Linked DNA regions of Ovis aries: region 1 is linked to region 2. Evidence: chromatin contacts called from public Hi-C data. All regions are on one chromosome and are shown on one strand. The core of a region is the stretch at or near the end of the contact, and the rest is flanking DNA. Distances in the headings are between cores, read along the strand shown.

The links. A called contact is a pair of places that touch in the nucleus more often than the background predicts.
Region 1: a Hi-C map of omental adipose tissue shows a contact between it and region 2, with 2.0 times the contacts expected there. The contact joins the enhancer-like site here to the promoter of GPCPD1 in region 2. A contact is called at or near these places in 6 of 16 Hi-C or Micro-C datasets (blood, omental adipose tissue and tail adipose tissue).

What each region holds. Positions count from the first base shown.
Region 1 is chr13:47,622,489-47,629,460 of ARS-UI_Ramb_v3.0, reverse strand. All of the region lies in intron 3 of SHLD1 (shieldin complex subunit 1), which reads right to left. Among named protein-coding and RNA genes, the nearest start is that of SHLD1, 21 kb to the right of the region's middle. Within about 2 kb of position 2,455, at least 22 of the 54 cell types and tissues checked have an H3K27ac peak or open chromatin away from gene starts, as enhancers often do.
Region 2 is chr13:47,463,950-47,470,219 of ARS-UI_Ramb_v3.0, reverse strand. GPCPD1 (glycerophosphocholine phosphodiesterase 1) reads left to right here and starts at 2,602. Exons shown (of 19, transcript XM_012188684.5): 1 at 2,602-2,751.

The DNA.
Region 1 (6,972 bases), core at 1,206-3,705, 160 kb before region 2:
TATTTTAAAAAAAGAGAGATAGAAAAGTCAGTTGAAGTAGCTTCTATGAGGGTCACCAAGGAAATAGGAGTTGCCCAGTCACTATGTGACTTTGGGTGACTTTCTTCATTATCCTGGGGTTCAGTTCCCCTTACAGAAAACAAGACAACTAGGGGAGCTTGGTGGGTTTTTTCTTTCTTTATATATATTATTTGGCTCCACTGGGCCTTAGTAGTGGCATGCAGGATCTTCAGTCTTCATTGTGGCATGCAGGATCTTTAGATGCAGCATGTAAACTCTTAGTTGCAGCCTGTGGGATCTAATCCCCTGATCAAAACTGGGCCCCCGACATTGGGAGCTCGGAGTCTTAGCCACTGGACCACCGGGAAGTCCCAAGCTTTGTGATTTTCAAATCTTTTGTTGGTCCTGACATCTTTCTTCCAATGAATGATTATGTGGAAGCTGATACGGATGAGCAGAAGTGGAGAGTCCAGGGGCCCTATAAGCTCACTACTGTCTCCAGTCCTGACCTGTAGCTCTCAAAGGGCTGCCTGGAGCACAGTTTGGGTACTCTGGCTCATAAGCTGTACCACTCTCTAACTCTGTAGGGCTTAATCATGTACACTTATGGTTTATCCTTCACTCTCCGGGCCACGCAATTAGGATACACTGCTGCCTTCCAACAGGGGCAAGAAGTTCAAAACCCATTTAGAACTTGAAAATTAAGCATAGATGGCTGGATCTGCATAACTAAATCCAGGAAGTAGTAACAAATGCAGAGATGCATTGCCATGAAAAATACTCAAACTTTCCAAATAAAACCCATCAACTTGACATGTGATAGGAAGTTTCAGATTTTGCTCTATGACTTCTCAGAGAAAGGGTTCATCAGTCTCCTTCCTTCCCTTCCTGACTGTATCTTAGATCCAATTTAGAGGATGCTGAGCCATTAGCCGCTAGGTTGGGTCCTATCTAATGCAGCTATAGAGAAAATGTCTTTAACATTATATCCATGTCTGAAATATACCAACTCCTGTTTAAAATGATAATACCACATCCAGAATTCTATAATTACTATGTAAATTCTATTTTGAGATTTTAAATTTAAGAGCTTATAATTTCTTATGGAAATAAAATTTGTAAGAATTATAAATGGATTTTGCACACAGGAAAAAGATATCCTTATCTACTCTTAATAAATTCCTTGGATGAAATGCCTAACTACACAGGATATAAAATGGCCTTTGAAGACTGGGATGTTGACAGATTCCAAAAGAAGAATAAGAAGCATCAAACCACTATTTACTTTAAATTTACAGCCACTCGTTAGCAGGGCCTTTAATCATCAAAGACACTATGTTTAATATTCAACTTGCTGTATACACTCAACCAATTTCCCCAGCAACTGCTCTTGGAAGTTCAAGTTGAGTAAAGGACTGAAGTTTCCCACATCCACACTGCAACGTCAAAGCGACAAATGCAGGACGCCTTGCATTAGAACGCACTGTGGGCGCTCTCCAGGACAAAGGTTTGCGAGGGCCCTGATGACACAGGCCACATGAGCTACCCAGAGTTTATCAAGCTAGAGTGGTACACACAAGACTGTCTCCAGGAAGTCTTTGTGACCTTGAGTTTGAGAGGTTTCTCCAAGACTATTTGCCATTAGATTTGGGCTTCCATCCTGTTTACTGTATGCTTTATTTGAGCCCAGTAACAAAAGACAAAGGGAACATGTCTCTAAGAGGCAGGGAGCTCAAGTCCATCAGCTAACTGACAGGTTCAATTCATTAATCTCTGGAGTGGACTGGTGCTGACTAGGGACACAAGAGTACATGCAAGGAAAGTGTAGCTAAGGCACTAAGGCCTGACTTAGCATAGGAACAGGCCTGACAGGAATGGCAGACTTGTGTTAATGAGTAGTTAGACACCAGCAGGGGCCTGTAGTCAGCTGGTTTGTTCCTGCACAGCCTTGCCAGTTGTTAAAATACTGTAATACTGCTGAAGTGAAGTGAAGTGAAGTGAAGTTGCTCAGTCGTGTCCGACTCTTTGCGACCCCATGGACTGTAGCCTATCAGGCTCCTCCATCTGTGGGATTTTCCAGGCAAGAGTGCTGGAGTGGATTGCCATTTCCTTCTCCAGGGAATCTTCCCGATCCAGGAATCGAACCTGGGTCTCCCGCATTGCAGGTAGATGCTTTACCATCTGAGCCACCAGGGAAGCCCCAAGTGGTTGTTAAATATTTTGAACAAATATTGCAGACATCAGATTACACAGTCCTGAAAAGGAGGTACAGAAGCCTTGAGAGGAGCTGGCAGGAAAGTGGACCAGGACATCTCAAGGGGACTTAAATAGAGAGCATGAAGGAAGCAGTATTTCAGGAGGACCTTCTTGACATGTAGATCTTCTGCGTGATCGCCCCAGGAAGTGCAGAGGGAGGGCGTTTTGTAATCCTGTGCCTGGTGGAGGTGACAAGTTGCTGTTTGCTCCCGGCACTTCATAGGAAGTGGCTCATTGGTCACTTCGTGATAGATAATCTCTGTTTATTTAGACAGAGCCTGGCCTCACCTGCCTTAGATACCCAGATGGAACTGACTAATACTCTAATACTAATTTTCCTGACTAATACTTCTTGGAAATCTCAGTCCTTTGCCACCAGCCTCCTGCCCCAGGGCACAGGCAGTGAGATGGCAGCTGGAAGTAAAGAGATAAGGGCAGAGGACTATCCCTTCTGGTTCGCTCCAGCAGGAGCAGTGGGGGTACAAGTCACGGCCCAGGAATGAGGAAGAGTCTTGTGTGAGGTGAGGTGGGAGGAGGGAGAGCAGGGCCTCCTCCAGAACAGGCCCCAGCAAAGGCAGCTGCGCAGGGACACAGGGTCCTTACAGAAGCAGCCAAGCCAGAGCCAGACAAGCACAGCTCACAAGGACAGGGAGCGAGTCGCAGGGTGGGTGCGCCCGATGCAGGTGGCCCTGGTGACTGTAACTGGAAACCTTTGCCCGTTCACCAGTCCCTGGAAGAACAGTTTCCTAACAACACACAGAAATGAAATGCAAACCAAGAATGAAGTCAGCTTGGGAAGTGGATGTGCTGAGGAGCTGTGACAGGATGACCGCCATAAGGACGCTCACAGATACTGGCATGCAGACGGGCCAAGATTCTGACAAACTGTGGGTCCAGAGGTACTGGGCCAACACATGGACCGGAGTCTCCAGAGGGTTGTGGAACCACAACCAGCAAGAACATGCAGTGAAAGGAGGAAACGCCCTCCCTCTGCACTGCCTGGGGAGATCCCCCAGAAGCAATAGCGAATGCACAGCTCAGGTCAGAGCAGACCCCATCGGGCTGGGCACCTGAAGCAGCGGCTCCCCCAGGGGCTGGGGCTGTCCACCCCATGTTCGTGGCCTGGTAACAGCCAGACTACCAGTGACAACCTAAGTTTACTTTGTAGAAAATCTTCTCACAATAGGCAGCTCTGGAATGTTTACAACAAAATAACCAGCTTTCCATGTAAGCATCCCTCAGTGATGTTAGAATGAAGTCCTTCTGTGGGAGATAAACCTGAGCCCCAGTTATTTCCGTACAGCATAAACTATTAGATGCAAGCTGTTAAACAAACAGATGGTTGCCTCTCGTTGGACCGCAGTGTACTGTCCCCCCTTTTCTTGTAGGCAAGATTCCAGCTTCCATGACTTTCCTTGACTTCCAGAGAGCAGATGTGAACTTTCTCAAAGGAGGAACAGCCAAGAAACCACCTGAAGCAAGATTAAAGGGACCAGGGAAGCTCATCCAGGTTAGGAGACCTGAGACACTGCACACACCCTAATCTTGTCAGCAACCAAACACTAAAGTATTGTTATAAAAGAAGCTCAGTCATGTCCCACTCTTTGTGACCCCACTGTAGCCTACCAGGCTCCTCTATCCATGGGGTTTTCCAGGAAAGGGTACTGGAGTGGGTTGCCATTTCCTTCTCCAGGGAATCTTCCCAACTCAGGGATCGAACCGGGGTCTCCCGCATTGTAGGCAAATGCTACATTTACCATCTGAGCCACCAAGCTTTGTTATAAAATGAACTCGCTCAGTCATATCCGAATCTTTGCAACCCCATGGACTGTAGCCTATCAGGTTCCTCCATCCATGGGATTTTCCAGGCAAGAATACTGGAGTGGATTGCCATTTCCTTCTCCAGGAAATCTTCCCAACCCAGGGATTGAACCCAGGTCTCCGGCATTGTAGGCAGATACTTCACTGTTTGAGCCACCAGGGAAGCATAGTTTTTATGCTTTACCATCTCAGCCACCAAGCTTTGTTATAAAACTACACATCAAATCCTCTCAGATTGGGACTCATAGTTTTTGAGGCAGGAGCCTGCTGTGTCCCTCTTTGCCTAGCAAAGCAATAAAGCTTCACTTTTCTACTTAAACCAAAACAGTCTCTAAAGTTTGATTAGGCACTTGTGTACAGACAGGCTAAGTTATTGGCATCAACTTCACCTAATTCAGTGTTGCCTATGACTCCCAACACTCACACTGTCCTCCATAGTCAATCTTCCAAAGTCATCCATAATCAGCCTCAAGCAATGTGTGTGGGGGGAGGGGGGAGGGGAGTGGAGACATTTTATGTTATGATCAACTTCAGTACCAAATCCACAGGGCCTGTCTCATAATGAAATTATAATAATAACAGTTAGCATTTACTTATCCATTTTTTTAAAAAAAACTTTGTTTTTGAGGGTTTTCTTGTTAGTGTGTGCTGTTTTTTTTTTTTTTTTTTTTTTGAGGATTTTTATTTTCAAAACCCGCCATCCTGAAATTTATGTTCTAGTTGGGGGAGACAAATAAACAATAAAATACATAAGGTGCCCAATGGCACTATGGGCTATGGAAAAGAATAAAGCCATAAAGGGAAGAATAAAGAATAAAGGGAAGGATGTAATGAGGAAGCATTGGCAGGAGAGAGGCAAGGATGGACCTCTCTGAAGGGTGAGCTTGGAGGGCGGCAGCCCAGGCCGGTGTGGAGGTGGGTAGGGTGGTATAAGGTAAGGTCAGAGAGGCCAGGCCCAGGACCCAGGGGCATGGCTCCAGGTAAGTCTTGGTTGTTGTTGTTGTAGTGGTTTTAGTCACTAGACCCCATGGACTGTAGCCTGCCAGGCTCCTCCATCCATGGGATTCTCCAGGCAAGAATACTGGAGTGGGTTGCCATTCCCTTCTCCAGGGGATCTTCCCAACCCAGGGATCAAACCCAGGTCTCCTGCACTGCAGGCAGATGCTCAGAGAGTACTCTGAGCTACCAGGGAAGGAGGTCATGTCCAACTCTTTTGCAACCCCATGGACTGTCCCATTAATTGTAGCCACCAGGCTCCCTGGTGGCTTAGACGGTACAGCATCTGCCTACAGTGTGGGAGACCGGGTTCAATCCCTGGGTCGGGAAGATCCCCTGGAGAAGGAAATGGCAACCCACTCCAGTATCCTTGCCTGGAAAATCTCATGGACAGAGAAGCCTGGTGGGCTGCAGTCCACAGGGTTTCAAAGAGTTGCACATGACTGAGCGACTAACACTTACTTACTTAGGCTCCTCTGTCCATGATATTTCCCAGGCAAGAAAACTGGAGTGGGTTGCTGTTTCCTTCTCCAGGGGATCTTCCTGACCCAGGGACAGAACCCATGGGACAGAACCCATGTCTCACAGGGACTGTCTACCATTGAGTCACCTGGGAAGCCCAAGTCCTGTTAAGTTTGGATTAAGTTCTGAGTCAGATCAGAAGCTACCAAGGGACTAACATAATATGACTTACATTTTAAAAGGATCTTTTGGTGTGTTAAGAAGAAACTGTAGGAGGATAGATTACATGTAGGAAAAGCTAGTTAGGAGATTTAACAATAACCCAGAAGACAGATGGCAGTAGCAGGGACCGACGTGTAGCAGTGGAGATGACATAGTCTAGATCTACGCTGTGGCGAATTGACAGGATTTGCTGATGGACTGGATATGAGATTAAAGAGAAAGAAAAAAGTTGAGGATGACTCCTAGGATTCTGCCTAAGTGAGCAAAAGGATGGAAGGACTTTTTTGAGGTAAGAGAGTCTCAAAGAACAGGTACGTATATGTATACATACAGGGGTAAAGGAATCAGGAATTTGGTTTAGGGTATGTATTGTGGCTCAGCAGGTAAAGAATCCGCCTGCAATGCAGGAGACCTGGGTTCAATCCTAGGGTTGGGAAGATCCCATGGAGAAAGGAAAGCCTGGAGAATTCCATGGACTGTATAGTCCAAGGGGTCGCAAAGAGTTAGACACGACTGAGCAACTTTCACTTCATTTCATGTCAAATTTGGAAACTCTAATAGAAATCTAAGCGATGACTAAAGAGAAATTCTTTTACCCAAAGCTCTGTTGCCTCATCTCCAGTACTGCTTGTTTACAATTTCCCCCCATCTCCCTCCTGTTCATTTCTCCATTCCGAACATCTTAAACCACATCCTGCCTCTCTAGCCATGTTGAAACACCTGTTTGTTTGTTTTTTTTCTTTTTTTAAAGAATCATCGTGAGTGTGCTTATTGGTTGGTGACATTTAAGTACATAGTTAGTCTAAATGCCAAGTCAGAGATCCAAGCTGGAGAGAGAAATCTGGGACTCAGCAGAGCACTGAGGGCATTTAAGGCCCTGACACTGGATAAAATCACTCAGGAAGTGTGTGATGACAGAGTAAAGAGCTGACGACTCAGCCCCAGGCTCTCCAACACTAAAGGGCTGGAGAGGAAGGAATCAGGCTAAAGAGACTAAAAATAAATAGACAAGTAAGAAGATGCTGCTTCCCTGAAAGCCAAATGAAGAAAGAATTCAAGAAGGAAAAAAGTCAATGCTGCTGACAGATCAAGGAGGAGAAGGCTTAGGAACTTCCCTGGTGATGCAGTGACTAAGAATCCATACTCCCAACGCAAGTAGTATGGGTTTGATCCCTGGTCAGGGAACTAGATCCCACATGCTGCAACTAATGGTCC
Region 2 (6,270 bases), core at 1,353-3,852:
CTCCCAGTGCAGGGGGCCTGGGTTCAATCCCCCCTCAGGCAACCAGATTCCACCCCCATGATGCAACTGAAGATCCCTAGTACCACAGCTAAGACCTGGAGGAAACAAATAAATAAATATATATAAGTTCATCAATTGCAGTAAAAAATTTCCAAAAATTTATATTCAATCACAGATAGTGAGGGGTAGGATTTAAGTTCAACTGTGGGACCTAAGTCTAGAAGATTTTCCACCAATGCTACTACCATCATTAATACATGAAAGACAAAGAGAGATCATGCAGCTGATTTTGGACAAATGAGTAAATATGTTTCATTATTTAATCAAATAAGATAACATTAAATATTTTAAATGAGATAAGATCCAAGTTAATCTCATTAAACATTTCTTGCAAAAGTTATAACATTCCACAGAAGTAGGAGGAAGGAATGTATTGTTTATATTTTACTCTAATATAGCAATCATAACAAGGCATATATAATTTAAAATATGTTGAATTATTATAAGAATTTTAAGCAAGGCTGTGTAAAGTGGGGCAGCTCCAGGAGTCCCTGCTTTCCCTTTGCAGGTCCACGTTTCTCTGTTCTCAGTTTTTCAATTATCCAATGCTGCTGGCTTGTTTTAAATTTAGAAATTCCTCAATTTCTGGCCCACTGATGGTGATTTTAAAATATGTATAATTCTTCTGTGATTTCAATAGGATTTAGGGAAAGAGCATGGTTTCGATCCATCAATTTGAACTATAAACGTTAGGCTTGATTAAATGGTGATTACAGTAAAAAAAAAAAAAGATCTAGTATAAACATTTAAAAAAAGCAAACATATGAAAGAAATTCATCACTAAAGTATGACTAACAGCAGAAGAATGAAATGAACTCTAAGGTATTAGGAAATGTTAACAGCTGACTTTAGCAGATGATAGTACATAATTAAGAGGAAATCTTAATTCCTTATGAAAATTGTGATTAAAACTAGTGACAGCAAGAAACCATTGCATCCTGTATCTTGCACTAAGCAGGCACTTAGTAATTATTTATTAACTGAATAGACAACAGTCAAAAATGCTCTGGGAGCTAATCCAAGATCAAATATAAAATTCAGTCACCCGATATATAAAATTTTATTTTATTAACAAATATATCTATTTATAAAGTCTTACTTGTAAAGCTAGGAGCTGTCTAAAAGCTAGAGCGCCTCTAACCCAAATGTCTTTTCGATAGGACCATTCTAACCAATTTGCAGCTGGAGCTAGCTCTTGAGTCCTTTTTCCGTATCTTAAGATATTTTCGATATCTTACTCGATTTTTAAAATATAATTACAAATATATTATATTGCTATAGAACTATGAAATTTTCGAGTTGGAATCTCACTCGTTTTAAATGAAATCTGATAACAATTTTCTATTACAGGTAAACTAGCAGTTAACCTTGAAGGCTGGAAAGCAACAGTTTAAGTTGGCTGATTAATTTTTCCTGGAACCATCGAAGTGAAAGTGAAGTCACTCAATCTTGTCTGACTCTTCGCGATTCCATGGACTGTAGCTTATCAGGCTCCTCTGTCCATGGGATTTTACAGGCAATAGTACTGGAGTGGATTGCCATTTCCTTGTCCAGGGGATCTTCCCGACCCAGAGATCGAACCCGTGTTCCCCACATTGTGGACAGACGCTTAACCGTCTGAGCCACCAGGGAAGTCCCTCAAAGGAGCTATCAAAGGAGAGAGTAAATCTTTCTAGCTTCAAGCTTTATTTTACATAGGAATAACCTGGGTCTTGTTACATGCAATTCATGCCGATTGACGTTGTTGTTGCTGAGTCGCTAAATTGTGTCTCACTCTTTTGCAGATACCATAGACTGTAAAAATGCGAGGCTCCTCCGTCTATGAGATTTCCCAGACAATTCTGGAGTTGTCATTTCCTTCTCCAGGGGATCTTCCCAACTCAGGGATCGAACCCCTTTTCTTGCCGTCTTCTGTATCGGCAGGCAGAATTCTTTATCACTGCACCTGGGAAGCCCTTAAAAGCAATTGGAATAGGCAGGTCTGATAGGGTCTCCAGAGGGCAACTGTGATAATAACCACCAGGTGATACTTGAGTATGAATCCCGTCCTTTACATAAGGAAGGGAAAAACTCTCAACAATCTTAGGTTTGTCAATTCTTCTTAACCCTAAAGATTTGGTCCAAGTGCGCTTTTCATTTTGTAACGAAATAGTTTCCACAGAACGTTAATCTTGTTAATCCCCCCCGCTTTTCAATGGGACAAAAGACGCAATTCAGGATCTCAGCTCCACCTTCCATTCTAGTTTGTCCTAGGACGGCTTAGGGGACCAAGGTAGGTGTCTAAGAACCCAGGTCAGGCCTCTGCCGCTGGACCCAGTCAGCCGAAAAATTTTCGCCCACGCCGGAGACCCCTGGAATGCCCAGTAGCCCTCAGTCACTGATGCCTGCCCTTACCAGGACCGCGCGGGCCCGCCCCCAACGCTCGGCCATCCATTGGCATGGAGGGCGCCGGGCGTGACGTCAGGCTCCGCCTCGCCGCTTCTCAGGCCCCGCCCCTCGAGGTGGCCTGGCGGTTTGGTCTGGAGCAGCTGAAACCGGTTTGAGCGGAGCCGCTTCCTGTAGCTTGGTGCCGCTGCGGGCTGCCTGAGGGAGTGCTGGCGAGGTGCTGACGGCCGGTACCCAGCACCTGGGCCTGCGACACTGACTGTCGGGCGCGGCGTCGGTGGTGGCGCTGACCCGTGGACCCAGCAGGTGAGCTGGGAGGCCGGGCGGGCTGGGCGCTCGGTGCGGGGGCCTTGGCGGTTGCTCACGTTGCGGCCGAGCTGTCAGGGCTGCGCGGCGGGGCGGGGGGCGAGTTGTGGGCAGGATCCCTCACCCTGGACTGGCAGCCGGTCGGGGAACGGCGGCCTGGAGGTTTGCTCCTGTAAATCGGTGGGTTACACATGTTTACAGTATTTATCGTTTGCTGCGGCGATTACGCTCTGCTGCCTAATGCTTAGTTCCCGTACGAAAATTCTGTAGCGTTTTCGGTGATACCAGAATGCATAGAGCGTGAGACCACCTAAGTGTTGGAAGAACCATTTAGGGAGCGAAGAGACGTAAATGCCGCAGAACTCGCTCACCGCCACTCTCTGACTTCACCCATAAGTAATTCGTAGTGTTTTGACAACTGCTGTTTTTCTGAAATTGCTTATCCAAGTAGTCTAGGGCGTGCTTGTATAATTCAGTTATTCCAAGAAACCGAAGTGCCTTACTTTTTTAGGAAAAGGTTCCAGTAATAGACATCAGTGCCCTTGATACAATTTTAAGACAGCTGCCCCTTTTTCTAAAGCTCTACTTTTTCCAAGCTCTTCAGATTACCTTGTGGTAGAAAACCTAGTTCATCGACCCCCCTCTTTCCCACTTCCCGGGTTATAAAGGAAATCAGGCATGAATCATGAATTCAGTAACGAAGTGTGGCGATCTTTCACCATTGAGACAGCGGTCTAGTCTGATGTAACACATAGAGGAACTGGCTGGATGTTTGGGCTTGATGTTTTCTTCACACTTTTCTGTTGCCCTTCCTATTTCTGCCCAATTTCTATCCACTACTCCCCTCCCGCCCCTTCTCCGCCCCTCCTCGCGCCCCCCCCCCCCAACCCCTGCCCCATGTCTTGCTACATTTCTGACAGTTGTGACTTAGCTGAGAAATAAATACAAGCTATCAGTCATTTTCACAACGCCTAACATTCTGGGTACAAGTAAGTAACATAAGGTAAAACAAACAGGTAAAACTGCACGTGGTTCGGTCCGATCTTGGCATCACTAGCGAGAACTGATATTCTAGACAAGATGAGATTAGGAAAGTTCGACTCAAATAATGACCACAAAGGATGTTTCAGTGGCAGAGTGACTAAAATTTGATATGTACAAAGTAAGTTGATGAATCAAATCTTTGTGTATAACTTAACCAGGAAAAGTAAATGTATATGAAAATAATATCTAGATGAGATGAAAAAAAATTTGGAATGGTTTTCTGGCATTGTGTAGAAAGATGATTAACGAGTTTACTGGCTTAATGAAATCTTCAGAACTGCTTTCTTAATAAAAACCCAGCATGTCTGTGCTCAGTCTGTCTGACTCTTTGCAACCCTGTGGACTGTAGCCCACCAGGCTCCTCTGTCCATGGGATTCTCCAGGCAAGAATACTGGAGTGGCTTGCCATTTCCTTCTCCAAGGGATCTTCCCAACACAGGGATCGAACCCAGGTCTCCCGCATTGCAGGCAGACGCTTTAACCTCTGAGCCACCAGGGAAGCCCTCATGTCTATGTACACTTGATTAAAGTATTGACTCAGTATACTGGGGTTGGACTAGAGGGATCATAATGATCCTCCACCAGGATGAGCAGAAGTTAGCTCAGGAAAGTATAGGCATTTATATATTGCTTTCTAATATGCATTTAGGAGGCAAAGCTGTTGGAGCCTAGAGAATTGGAAACTGCTTTTTTCTTTGAAAAAATATTTGAAGGAAAACAGTGAAATATGTCTTTTTGGCTAGGAAAAAAATCCATTTTTGCTGAAAATTCTGTGACTTCAGTTTAGTTCTAAATTGTACCTCTGTTTGTTTAAATCTTTCTTTTGTTCCCTAAGCTGGCAAGCCAGTAAAGGAATATGTTAGAACAGTTTATTTGACAAAAAGAATAAAGTAAAACTTACTTTGCCAGGTAATATTTTTGAAGTATTTTTAAAATGTAAATTACAGTGTCATTTTGCAAGTTACTCGAGTCCTTAAAAAAGTGTTAAAATAATGTTAAATGCAACTCAAAGTCTCAGGTGAGAATGCTGTTTAATACTTCAGAAAGCAAAAAATGGAGGTTATGTTTAAAACCAAACCAAAAACATATCTCAGGACGCATGTTTTGTACTTTAGGGTATAGGTGAATTAGTTAAATTACATATACAGTCGGCTCGTGTATATAAAATGACTAGCATTTTCCATCTTATTCTTGCATGTATCTAGAAGATCTGTCCCTGTTCAAGTTGAGATTTCCTTTGCCTGTTTGGAAGAAGAGGGAATTTTGGTTGTGTAAATTTTTTGTTCCATAACAAAACAGTATTTTACTTTGGTGGTAGCAGGGTGCCAAAATGGTACACTTCAGTACTGCACCAGAATTTTGGCCTCTGTCCACCATCAAGTAAACTGCTGTAGGAGCAGCTCTGCAGGCTTTTATTTGGAATGGTCTTAAATTTGGGCAGTGAGGGGAGTGAAACTTAAACAGATTATATGACTGTTTTGGCAGTCCAAGTTGGAGATGATGCTTTGTTGACACCCAGTGAGGTTTTTTTTTGGAGGAGTGGGGTTAATTTTGTGCTTGTATATTCAGCTTTGGTATATAGTACATAATGTAAACTGCAGCTGTTTCTAGCCAAGTTACAGTAGCCACTCTTACAAGCAACCTTAATAATGAGAGGCTCAACTATAATCAGCTAATGCCCTTTTCATAAATTTAATGCAGTCGAAATTCAGATATTTTTTACTAGGTGTTGATTTTAATACATAGGAATAATTACATCTGTTTCCCTAAAATTGGTTAAAACAATTCCTTAAAATTGATCAACAAATAATCAAGTACCAATTTTTAATTATATACATGAGATTGTTCTTAGTAACTGTGGCAGTAAGCATTGGGTGAAAGTTCAGGTTATATGTTGAGATTGGTTATTCAGCAGTTTGCTGGATGATAGAACTTTTTGCTTTGTCTCCATTCAGTTAACTTAAAAAGCCTAGTTTTTTAGATAGCCTTAAGGTTTCTGCTTGATATGATTGATGTAGATAAATGTAAGAGATAAATTAAAAGTAGATTGCAGTGCTTCAATGAATCATTTATTAGGAAAGGAAATCATCCTATTCTTAGGGTTATACTCATGTTCCTATCAGATGAAGGTTATTTGAGTTCTATATGTTAAATGGCCGGTAACAATCTAGAACTAATTTTAGATTTAAAACATTTTTGTGCTCAAACTGGATGTATTAATATGTTTTAAATAGATCAGGTTTACTCTTAGACATAGAAAGTAGACTAGCATATGTGGTTTGATCAAGGACAGGTTTTTTTCCCCTCCAGTGTGGAATCTTGGGTTTTCTAACTGAATAGAGTTACTAGATAGGGATTTCTTTAGCCAAGTGATGTGAAACCACGTTGACTGATGGTCTTCCTGGTGGCTTAGATGGTAAAGAACCCGCCTGCAATGTGGGAGACCTGGATTCGATCCCTGGTTTGGGAGGATCA